Regions from separate parts of the Gossypium arboreum genome. Here region 2 is linked to region 1. The links are chromatin contacts, called in public Hi-C maps. All regions are on one chromosome and are shown on one strand. Each heading gives the region's core, a stretch centred on a gene start, on an enhancer-like site or on the middle of the called end of the contact. The rest is flanking DNA. Distances are from core to core; before and after follow the strand shown. Region 1 has its middle 100 kb from the start of LOC108485313. Region 2 has its middle 24 kb from the start of LOC108485516.

Region 1 (6,623 bases), core at 4,124-6,623:
ACTACTGTTGTTGCGAAAATAATTATGATCGCGAGAAAAGGCGAAATTAGATAACCAATCCTTATGGATTCGACCCTACTACTAGTTAGTGTTATTTTTTTGTAGGAATTTATATTTGGTGGTTTCGACGCCCATCAAATTTTGTTGTGGAAATTTAACAATAATTTAAATTTATAATATATTACTTTTGAACAATCTGCTCTCTAGCACACTTTTAGTTTGTCCTCATTGACACGATTTTGTTCTTTTTAGTTTTCTTATGGTTTCTTTCAATTCTTCTTTCGATCTTTCTAATTCTCGGTTGGATTGGTACTTTAATGGTGGATGATTTGAAAAATCTTCGCCTTTTGGATGAGGAAGAGGATGCTTTTCAGGAGGATGCAAAAGAGATGGAACGGGACATAGAGTTTTCACTGGTTGGAACCTATTTGACAAATAGCGTGCTTCTCGTCTTTTCAAAATACCATGGTTGATTTATGGCACCCTATTAGAGGTATTGCTATAACTAATATAGGGGAGAAATGTTACTCATTTAAGTTCTTTCATACAGTTGATATGAATAGAATTTTAAAAGGTCTTCTGTGGTTTTTTAACAACCATTTTTTATTACATAAACTACAAATGAAAGAAGATCCACTCACAGTCTAGCTAAAATATGTTGTATTTTGGATTTAAATCCATGATTTGCCCTCGGGTCTTATGTTAGAAGCAATGGCTAAACATTTTGGGGTGTTCATGGAATATGTTAAGTGAATTTCATTTTTAGGGTTGCAATGCTATATGAGAATAAAAGTGAGGTTGGCCCCTAAACAGAGGAAAAAAGGTTCAGGTGGGAGATCAATCATCTTATGCTCGCTTTTAATATGAGAAGCTCAGCCTCTTTTGTTTTATCTATGGAAAACTTGGACATAGGGAAGGTTTTTGTCTGGTGAAGGTTCGTGTTGACCCGTCCAAAATAGTGTTTGGTTGGGATACTACTTTGCGAGCCAGGGTAAGGGGAGGACCAGTGAGAATCAGTTGTTAGTTGTGTTAGCCAGATGGGATGGACTTTCGATATACGGATAAGGAAAGGGAATCTATGGTACATAGTTTGGGGTACTCAACATCTAATTCAGGGGGTTATATCAATCACAGGAATCCGAATATTAATGATGAGACTCTTTTTGGAATTAATAAAGGATTTAATGATGGATCTGGGTTGAACGGGGATAAGGTTATGGTATGTAGGCTTATGGACTTTGGTCTGATGGTGAAAATAGCCCCATTCAGTCAGAAGATAGGAAGAAACGATAACGAACAATTTGAGTAAAAAATGTGTTCGAAGGCATTGATGATTTATCGGCTGGCTTTGCTAGGTAAGGTAGCCAGACATTATGAAAATACTAAGCTTGAATGTCCATGGAATGGGGAATCCACAGGTAGTTTATTGTCTTAGGAATAAACTGAGAGTTGTTCGTCCCTATATTTTGTTTCTAATGGAGACAAAATTAAATACGAGGAAGATGGAAAGTATTTGTAGGAAATATGGATTTTATAATGGAATAGAAGTTGGAGTTGATGGTTCAAAAGGCGGTTTGTGTTTAGGGTGGAGGTAGCATGAGGTGGTGATTTTATGAAGTTTCTTGAATCACCATATTGATTGGGAAGTGCATGAGGAACATGGTGACATTAAATGGCGATTTACTGGGTTTTATGGCCATCCGGAAGAATACTTACAAAACTCTACTTGGAATCTGCTTCGCAAGCTGGGTCAGAATCAAAACTTATAGTGGTTAACGATGGGTGATTTTAACGAAATTGCTTTCTCTTTTGAAAAATAAAGTGGTAGAAATCAAGTAGAAAGACAAATGGAAGCTTTTAGTTATAAAATGGCCAATTGTGATCTTAGTGATTTAGGTTACAATGGAAAATGGTACACTTAGGAGAGAGGTAAATTTGCATCAATAAACATTCGGGAATAGCTAGATCGAGGTGTAGCAAATGTGGCGTGGTGGTGTCAGTTTCTTGATTTTTTGGTTGATCACTTATTACATTCAATCTCTAACCACTGTTTGATTTTAGTGTCAACTAAAAATTTGGATATCCAAACTCATGGGAAGGGATAGAGGTGATTCAAATTTGATGCTGATTGGTGTTTGGAAGGTGAGTGTGAGAATGTGATCCGAGATTACCGGGGCTCTATTATAGAAAAATTACCCAAAAAAATAGTTGGATTGGGTCATTGACTCATGGATTGGAATTCTAAACTGAAACGAGATCACAAGGCCCATAAGAAACACCTGGAGGTTAGATTGCGTGTGTTAGCAATGGAGGAACCAACTAATGAGACGCTCTCAGAATTGCCGAATATTCAGTTAAAGTTGAACCTTGAGGTGGACAAAAAGGAATTGTGTTGGGAACAAAAGGTACATATTAATTGGCTAAAGCATGGGGATCATAACACCACATTTTTTCATAAATTAGCAACTGGAAGGAAGTGTCATAACTCCATTAAGGGTCTTGAGGATGAGGCGGGAAGATGGATTGAGGATGAAAATGGAGTCATGGCTATTGTTTCTAATAATTTTCAAGATATTTTCACAGCATTGGAGGGAGAAGTGGGTGCCACTTTTGATAAAGTGCAATAAGGCATTTCAAATGATATGAATGTTGAATTGTTGAAACCATTTATAGAGGAGGAAATTTGGTTTGGGGTGAGAGGCATGGGCCCTTTAAAGCTTCCGGACTTGATGGATTTCCAGCCTTGTTCTATAAGAGATATTAGCATATTTTGGGACCGGAGGTATATTTCTATTTTCTTGTTGTTCTCTGAGGTGATGTTGTGGTGGAGGAAATTAATAGCACACACATCGTCTTAATCCCTAAGGTTAGTAATCGGAGAACTATTACTCAATTTAGACCTATTAAGTCTTTGTAGTGCCTTATATTAGATTATTGCTAAAACCATTATGAATAGAATTAGTGGGTTTTTGAATGTATGTATCCATGAGGCGCAAGGTGCATTTATCCCAAACAGACAATTTTTTTATAACACTTTTGTTGTTTATGAGATTTTGCATACTTTGAAAACAAAAATATGGGGTAAAAAAGGAAGCTTTGCCCTTAAATTGGACATGAGCAAAGCTTATGATAGGGTGAAGTGGGATTTTCTAGTTGGAATGATGCTCAATTTAGGGTTTCACCCTGATTGGGTAGCCTTGATAATGCGATGTATGGCTTCAATTTCTTACATAGTGGGATTCAATGGATATCTAAGTGATAAGTTTATGCCAACAAAAGGGTCTTAGGGGGATCCGCTTAGCCTGTACTTGTTTTTGCAATGTGCTGGAGGCTTTTCAACACTTTTGGATGATGTTAAGGAGAGGGATTTGGTAAGGGGAGTTAGAATAGGTAGAGGTCCTTTGACAATTAACCATCTATTTTTCGCAGATGACAGCTTACTATTTGGGGATGCTTCAAAAAAGGGAGCTGAAAGTATTTATAGAATTATTTCGACATATGAGAAAGCATCGGGGAAAATGGTTAATTATGACAAGTTGTTGATCTATTTTAGGTTAGATGTGGCTGAATGTGATAGAAATATAGTCGCCTTTATTTTGAAAGTTTGTGTGTCATCAAATCCGAAAAATATCTCGGCTTACTTATGATGGTTGGACGCAACAGGAAATGTGCTTTTGCGAATTATGTGGTTAGGTTTTGTAGCAGAATTGAAAGTTGGAATTTGATGTTTTTATCCATGGGAGGGAAGGAAACCTTAATCAAATCGGTGTTCTCTCCAGATTTATACTATGTAGTGTTTTCCTTTTCCAAAATCATTATGTACAAAGTTAGAAAATGTGCTTAATCGAAGGATATTCATTGGAGTTCATGGAGAGAATTATGTGCACCAAGGACCACTGGGGGCTTAGGTTTTTGCTATTTTGCTATGTTTAATTTATCTTTGTTGGCTAAGAAAAGTTGGCGTGTTTGGACTCAACCGGATTGTTTTCTTGCCAGAGTTTTTAAGCGTATTATTATCCAAAAATTGATTTTCTATCTACTGGTTAGGAACTTACCCTTCTTTCACCTGAAGAAGCATTCTGGCTGCTAGAGGGTTATTGGATCAGGGTCATGGTTGGCAGGTTGGAGACAAGGAATCAGTGAACACTGGGAATGACCCCTAGATCCTTGGACCTAGAGATGGTAGAGTTAAATGTCAACACATAAATACAAGATTTACTAAAGTTGCTAATTTAATTAACCCATAACAAGGTTACTGAAAAGAAGATGTATTTCAGGAGATTGTTGAATTTGACCAACTAGATGTTATTTTATCCATCCCCATAGCCCAAACGAAACCACCCGATCTCAAAATTTGGCGTGTTAAAGGTACAGGGGAGTATACAGTTAAAAGTGGATATAAGTTATTGTTACATGGAAATTTATCCAACCAGAACACTCCTAACAAGCCTACTACAACTCTTGGTACAAGTTTTTTCTCTACTCTATGGGCGTTAGAACTTCTGCAGAAAATAAAAATTCACTTGTAAAAAGTTGACAATGACTTTTTACCTACTTATGCTAATCTGAATAAGACACATCTCCTTAGTCCTAGTGCTTGCCCGATGTGCCTTATGGGTACTGAGTTAGTAGACAATCTCCTTCGATTTTGCCCAGTTACGGAACAAGTTCTGGACTCTCTGCATGTCACTAGATCCCCTGTCTCAAAGCACTCAAACCATAGATATTGGTTAATAGACTCGTTCAACATGGAAAATGGTATAAACATAAAACTTTTGACAGTAACAATATGGGCTATTTGGTATGTCAGAAACCGATTGGTGCATGATGGTATCAAACAATCAATTCAAGATATATCAGGGTTTATTGTAGGGTATATTAAAGAATTGGAATCGATTTCAAAGGAGAGCCCCTCTGTTTGTATGCCTAAGGTTAGTTACTGGAGGCCACCACAACAGGGAGCTGTGAAAATTAATTTCAGTTCCTCTTTTAATGTGCATGGAAGCAAATCGTTTTCAAAGAAACAAAGTGTGTTTGATAATGGGGGCTTGTACTTACCCTCACTCTCATGTTGTAGATGCGTTTGTGGCAGAAGCTCGGGCATGTGAACGGGCGATTTGGTTTGCGAGGGAGCTTGGGTTCCAGCATATTCAGATCGAAGGGGACTCTCTTGCAATTATCAAAAAACTACAATTAGATACATTAGACAGGTCAGTTCTTGGCCCAATCGTTGTAGACATAAAACAAAATATGGGTTTGTTTGTTTATGTTACCTTTCACCACGTAAGGAGAGATACGAATGAGGCAGCCCATGTGTTGGCAAGGGAGGGACGTCGCTTATTAAAGGAATGGTTCTGGATCAAAGAAGCACTGGAGTTGGTCGAGAGAGCGGCTGCGGCGGATTAGTCTACATACTGTCTTTCACGCTAATCGGGTTTTGCTTTGGTTTTCAGAAAACTTCATCTTTCACTTTGATAATCTGCTGAAGCTTGGCTATTCATATTGTTTTGATCTTTCATTGGTTTTTTCTTTGGATTTGGAGGGGTTGCTGGTTCCTTGGCTTGTTGTTTTTAAGAGGCTTTTTTCTAATGTTTTGATTTTCTTTGCTTTAATTTTGTTTCCCTTTTTGTTCTGTTTTCTTTATTTATCTTATTTGCTTCTGCTTTTGTTGCTTTCTGATGATGGGATTGACGAACACGTGTCTTGTTCACCTATTTTTCTATTGGAAGCTAGCTATTTTCCATCGAAAAAATTTAATTTTTTAAAATTAAAAGGTCTTCCATTGTTAGAATTGAGTGACCTGAATCCGTATTAAAATAAAATATAATAATAAAATAAAATAAAAGTAAAATCTGTATAGAACTATACTTTTTTTATTTCATTTTAGAAGAAGGTTTTTAAACCTTGTTACACTTCTTGTATTAGAATATGATTTTACAAGCCTATAAATAAACATAGTTACTCCTCTTGTAATCATTTAAATTCGACATGGTGAATTATCTTCTCCTCTGCCTGTAGTTGTTTTTCTCTGTATTCTTTATTTTTCTCTCTTTTCTTTACAATACATTGTCGTTATCAACATTCTATTTTTTGCACCAATAATATATATATTTTCAAAAAAACTAATAATATATTTTTGCGTGCTTATAAAATAGTAATTAATCAAATAATTAGAGCACAAATATTTTATATAAGATATTGATTTATATAAGATATTGATTTACTCGAATTTTCTTATGCATCAATTTCTTTGGTAAAAATATTAAGGAAGCCCTTATATTTAGGTGCGGATTACATTTCAATCTCTCTATTGAAAAACAATAAATTAACCCTTAAACATTTCGAAACGTCCAAGTTAGCTCATCCGTTAAATATTTAACAACGTGGAACATGCTAAAAATTATTTTTGGGGTAAACTATAAAAATGGTCACCAACTATGCCTTTTGTTCTATTTTGGTCACCCAACTATTAATTTTTTCGATTTAGTCACTAAACTTTTCAAAATAAAATATTTGAGTCACTATGAGCTTATGTGAGTTTTTTATTGATCTAGTAACAAAATTAGCCCTAAAATATTTACACATTCTATATACCAATTTGATCCTAAATATAAAAAAGTAGC
Region 2 (5,778 bases), core at 187-2,686, 210 kb after region 1:
TCTCTCTGCGAAAAAAGAAAAAAAAAAAAGATGATATTTCTAGCGATTCAAACACCAAGAAGGTTTGTTTCAAGGAGTCGACGTCTAGTATTGAAAATGTGATGGCTGTTGATTCAACACCGATTCCAACCTTGCCCTGGAAAAATATGGTTATGGGGAAAGGTTCCACCGTTTCTTATTGGGAGAGAGATTTAAACGCTACCAATACGACTTTTTCACTACTGGAAGGTGACGTTAAAAAGTTGATACTCAATGACATCCCCGCCATTGTGTTCTCAGATAGAGTAAAAAAATTATTAGTTAAAGACATGTCTACTTCTGTGATTCTCAAACTGTTGGGAAGGAATATCACAACACTACAAAATAAAGTTTATGGACTTTGGAGACCATTTCAACCCTTTCAAATGATGGATATAGAAAAATGGATCAAAATTCCAATATTCTGAAGACTATGAGAAGGTTTTATCACGGGGTCCATGGATTATCTTCGGGCAATACTTGACGGTTCAACCTTGGACTCTCTATCCTAGTAATGTCCTGGCTTGGATTAGACTCCTAGGATTGCCTAGCCATCTCTTATCAAGGGGTCAATACGTGCGAATGATTGTTTTTATCAATCTGGAGAAACCTCTTATCTCACAAGTCCTCATCAATGGAAATCTTCAACTAATCGAGTACAAAAGCTTATCGATTGTCTTCTTCTCGTGTGGACGGTATGGCCACTCCAAGGATGGTTGTCCGCATATACAAGCAACAGGGAACAAATCGGAAGAATATACTCTGACAATCGGAAATCCACAACCAGATGCAGACTTGACGACTAGAAGCGATGATTTCGGTCCTTGGATGCTGGTGGAAAGGAGATTCAGGTGTAACTCACGTGAATAGAACAAACATGGAATGACTGGAGAAGGGGAGAAATTTTCGGGGTCGAGATTTCATGCCTTATCTTTCAATTCTGATTCTTTAGGGAGTGGTTTCGGGATAAGGGACAGATATTCGGCCATGGAAAAAATGGGAAAGAAATTGTAAATGCAGATTTTGGGAAGATATTGTCAAGGTGAAAGAAATATGAAGTTCGATCTTGGGAAAGGTTAGTGGGTTCTTTAATTAACAAAAATTCTAATTCTATTTTGAATATTTCCAGGTCCAATGCTCATGACAAAGGCCCAAGCAAAACAGGTGGGCTATCGATTGGGCAGAGTTCTAGGTCCAGCAATGCGCCTGGGCCAAACGCACCTTTGAAGGACCATTTGATAGGTGGGGCGGTCCTACCCAACGCTGGGAAAACCGATACTACTGTTGACAATTCTGCTGGAATTCTTGATTGAGAAGTTGGAGATTTGGGCGATACAGTGCTTACAGTTCCTGCAGGTTTTAATGATAAAAAATTTTAATCCTGCAGTTGAATAAGTGGAAGTTGTGGCAGTGACCATAAATGAAAGCATTCTCAACTCTAACAATCATTCGACAATTACCTTCCAAGCAACCTCTAGCTCGACTTTAACTGGGACAACGGGCGTTAATAAAGCTGTTAAGTTGGGAAATACTTTTAACCCAGTTAATGGTCACGATAATGGTGGAAAAGCAAGGGATCCTAAGGGTGATTGGAAGATTAATAAAACTCTTAAGGGACCAAGTAATCATTTTAAGGCTATGGGGAGCTCACAAGCCTCTCTTGTTGGATCCAAGTTGAAGGCAGAAGATCTTATCTCCTCGGAGTTGGACGGTCAAGTTGCTAAGGAAAAAGTGACAAGAGAAACCGAAGGCTCGGATAGTACTGTCCATGCCGGAAAATAAATATGTTATCTCCTTTTTTCAATTTTTATTATGAATTTATTCACTTTTTCTTGAAATGTGTAGGGTTGTGCGAATTCGAAATTTCCAAGAATATTTTGAGAATATAGTAATGAATTTAAACTAGATATTTTTAGCTTGCTTGAACCAAGGGTTAGTGGTCTTAAAGTTGATACTATTATTGCAAAATTAGGGTTGGAAAGAACTCATCGGGTAGAACCAGTTGGTTTATCAGGTGGTATTTGGCCAGGATGGAAGGAGTCCATTGATGTAGAGGTGATCAGAAATCATCATCAATTTATTTTGACTCATATTTTGTCTATTCTTCAATCACGATTGATTTTTGTTGCTTTTTTTATGGTAGCCTAGATAGATAAAAAAGGAGGCTTCTCTAGAAGGGTTTACGGTTATCTATCCCTTCAGGTCATTCTCCTTGGTTGGCTTTGAGGATTTTAACACCATTCTATCGGCAGAGTAAAAGAAGGGTGGCCAAGTGACAGGTCAAAGGTGTCTTTTTTTTTTTGTGATTCTGTTAACACTAATAAAGTCCATGATCTGGGTTTAGAGGTTCCCCTTTCACTTGGCATCATGGTACTCTATTCAAGCATTTGGATTGGGCTCTAGGTAATGAGGCTTGGGTAGAGTTGTTCCTTAATTGTGTGGTGGCTCATCTTCCAAGAATTAAATCAGACCATAAGCCTATTTTACTGTCTTTACAATCGAATATATCCCCTCCTAAAGGCAGACCTTTCCGTTTTTTAGCTGGTTGGTTGGAACACCTGAATTTCCTGGAGTTCCTTTCGGATAACTAGAGTTTTGACGATAACATTTTAGGCTCTCTTAATCACTCACTGAAAGACTCAAGAACTAGAATAAATGTGTCTATGGGCATATCAATACTAAAAAAAAAATAGTTGATTAAAAAATTAGCGATATTCAGTGCATTATGGATGTCTCTAGTTCTAATAACTTGGTACAACGTGAATTGGAAACTCTAGAGGAACTAGAAAATGTTCTTTATCATGAAGAGTTACTCTGGAAGAAAAAATCGAGATGTGACTGGTTGAAGTTAGGAGACAGTAATACTAAGTATTTTCATAGGTGTAGGATTCAAAGGAGAAAATAAAATAGTATAACGAACTTCCGTAACTTAGATGGAAAATGGATTTTTGAACCTGAAACTCTTAAAATAGAGGATATTACATTCTTCCAAAAGTTGTATGCTGAGGTTCCTGGTCCTACGGGGAATTTACTTACCATTGGCTATCCACAACTTGGGAATATGGATATTGACTTCTTTGGAATACCTGTATTAGATGAGGAGATCAAAAGATCACTTTTTGACATGGCATCGCGAAAGGCACCAAGAAGTGATGGCTTTCCCGCTTTGTTCTCTCAGAAACAATGGGATGTTGTGGGACGATCAATATGTAATTGGGTTAAGAGGATCTTTGGGGATAATGTTTTTAATTCGAATCTAAACAATACCCTGATCATTTTAATTCCAAAAGTTCAGAACCCTGAAAGTTTCTCTCAATTTCGACCTATCACCTCTGTTTGTTTTATATAAACTTGTTATGAAGGTGATAGTGAACCAGCTCAAGATTCTCTTTCCTAAGATCACTGACCAAGAGCAAGCGAGATTTATTGCAGGAAGAAACGTTGTTGATAATATGATTATAGCGCAGTAAGTTCTTGTAACATCTTGAAATAGGGCCTAGTCGGAATGGTTTCGGGACCACAAATTTGACATCAAAATATTTACTATATGATTATTATGAGGCCTAGAATATGAGTATATGCATGTGTTAAAGTTTCAGGAAGAAATACTTTGAGTAAGGTGTCCAATTGGCAATTAGGGACTAAATTGAATAAATTGCAAAACTTGAATTCTAGAAGCAATTTGTATGAAATTGCTTTGGGTTATGAATTAGAAGGTCTTGGAGAGAAATTTGCCCAAATTCTAAGTTTTTGGACAAAAATGGGCTTGCATGGATGGAATTTTAAGGAAATGGCTTAAGGATATTTTGGTCATTTGGTATTTTAATGAAATAAAATGGGGAAAATGAACCAAAATCAACCCATTCTCTTCCTTGTCCAGCCAAAAATTCAAGGGTTTCCATAGCTAGGGTTTTCAAGCTTTCCAAGCTCAATAGTAAGTACTCCCAAGCCTCGTTTTTCATGCTCTTTGTATTTTTGAAATCCCGATAGCTTGCTCTCTCCATTTCTACCCATATTTCATGCTAGGGTTCATGTTTAAAAATTTACCCATGCATGAGTTGCTTGTATTTTGATGGATTATGGAGGAATATGAAAGATGAATGTGTATTAAACATCTTTTCCTAGTTGATTTTCATGAAAAACCCTTATAGGGACTATTTTGCAAAAGATGTAAATGTGTGGTAGAAATTAGAAAATAATGGAAAATGTAGGCTACCATATGAAGGAAAAGGTTCAGCTAGGCTTGGGTAAGACAGAAAGTGCATGTGTTTCATTATACGAGCCTAGGGACTAAATCGTAAAAATGTGAAAGGTTAGGGGCAAAACGGTCAATTGGACCGGGGGCAGATATTAAACTTGAAATGTATAATGTAGTGTATTAATGAGTTAACTTTGTTGTTATAGACCCTGAGGAAAAAATTCTGGAGGTCGATTGAGGTAAACGCAAGGTTTCGGAATAACCGAAACACAACTCCGAAAAGAATACCAGGTAAGTTCGGATAACTTAAAGTAAACCCCTAATATGCATAATTGAATGATTTATGAATGCATGATGATTGCATTTATTATTAGCATGAAATATCATAAAAATGCATATTTGATGGTAACATGTGAAAAATGTCTCGGATGAGGTTGACAAAGGGAATTCAATGGATAAACCCTCATTGATATGTGTAAAGAGATCCTGGATGTGTTGCAATAAGGATTTAGCCCGGACAGGTAATCTGTGCTCTCAAGTATGAAAAGGATCTAGCTCGGACGGGTGTTTCTTGAATGATCAAGCCTCCCGAAGAATATGTGTGCATTATGGATTTAGCCCGGACAGGTAATCCGATTAGGGTCTGAATTTAGCCTGGACTGGTAATTCAGATCCGAGCTCATCACTATAAGGGATTTGGCCTAGACTGGTAATCCCGACATCACCTTATGAGTTCATGATATGGGGGATTTAGCCTGGACTTGTAATCCTGCCATGAGATGTGAGGTTCGCGAGAGTCCATATATGTGAAATGATCATTCGTAAGAATTGACGGATAATGGGTATCCCATCGAGATTTCCTAGAAACTCAATGAGATTAATATGGTGTATTTCAATAAGATGATGAATGATGAGCTTATCTATATAAATTACATGATGCCTTGTTATGTAACTAACTTATTGATTGAGTGCATGTGATAGGGAATCTTTTCCTAATTGATGATTTCATGATTTAAATATGGATGTAGCTAATTACTCGGTAAGTTTACTTTCTAGTTATTCGAGCTTATTAAGCATGTAAATGCTTACCCCTCTCTTTTTCCTTTGTTCCACAGAGCTCGAGGACTCATAAGGACTGGAAGACGATTGGAGAGTCAACACACTATCAACTAGACAAGCTTTGGTATAAAGACTTTGTTTGTTTTGTTCAATGGCATGTATAGTATTTTTGAGTATTTTGTTATATGTGTCATTTGATTTGCCAAATGAAGGCATGTAAAAATATGTTTATCTCTTTGTATATGGCCACGAAAATTGGCTTAATTGAAGTAGACAATGACCTATGAATTTATGCATGGTTTTATTTACAAGTGATGGGTTGTTACCAATTGGCAATGAGTCACATGAACGAGCCAATTTTGGATGAATTAAAGTGACATGGGAACCGATAAACACTACATGGGAAATAACCTATCATATATGAAACCAATGATATGAGGTTTCCATACATCTAGTTTGATCAAGATTATTTACAAGTGTATAATCGTGTTTTACTTTGAATT

Evidence for each region. A called contact is a pair of places that touch in the nucleus more often than the background predicts.
Region 2: a contact with region 1 is called in a Hi-C map of leaf, with 2.4 times the contacts expected there. The contact joins two enhancer-like sites. A contact is called at or near these places in 3 of 5 Hi-C or Micro-C datasets (all in leaf).

Annotation. Positions count from the first base shown.
Region 1 is chr6:57,521,063-57,527,685 of ASM2569848v2, forward strand. No RefSeq gene overlaps it. Among protein-coding and RNA genes, the nearest start is that of LOC108485313, 100 kb to the left of the region's middle. Within about 2 kb of position 5,374, at least 2 of the 2 cell types and tissues checked have an H3K27ac peak or open chromatin away from gene starts, as enhancers often do. A contact at or near this core is called in leaf, where this site is marked.
Region 2 is chr6:57,731,930-57,737,707 of ASM2569848v2, forward strand. No RefSeq gene overlaps it. Among protein-coding and RNA genes, the nearest start is that of LOC108485516, 24 kb to the left of the region's middle. Within about 2 kb of position 1,437, at least 2 of the 2 cell types and tissues checked have an H3K27ac peak or open chromatin away from gene starts, as enhancers often do. A contact at or near this core is called in leaf, where this site is marked.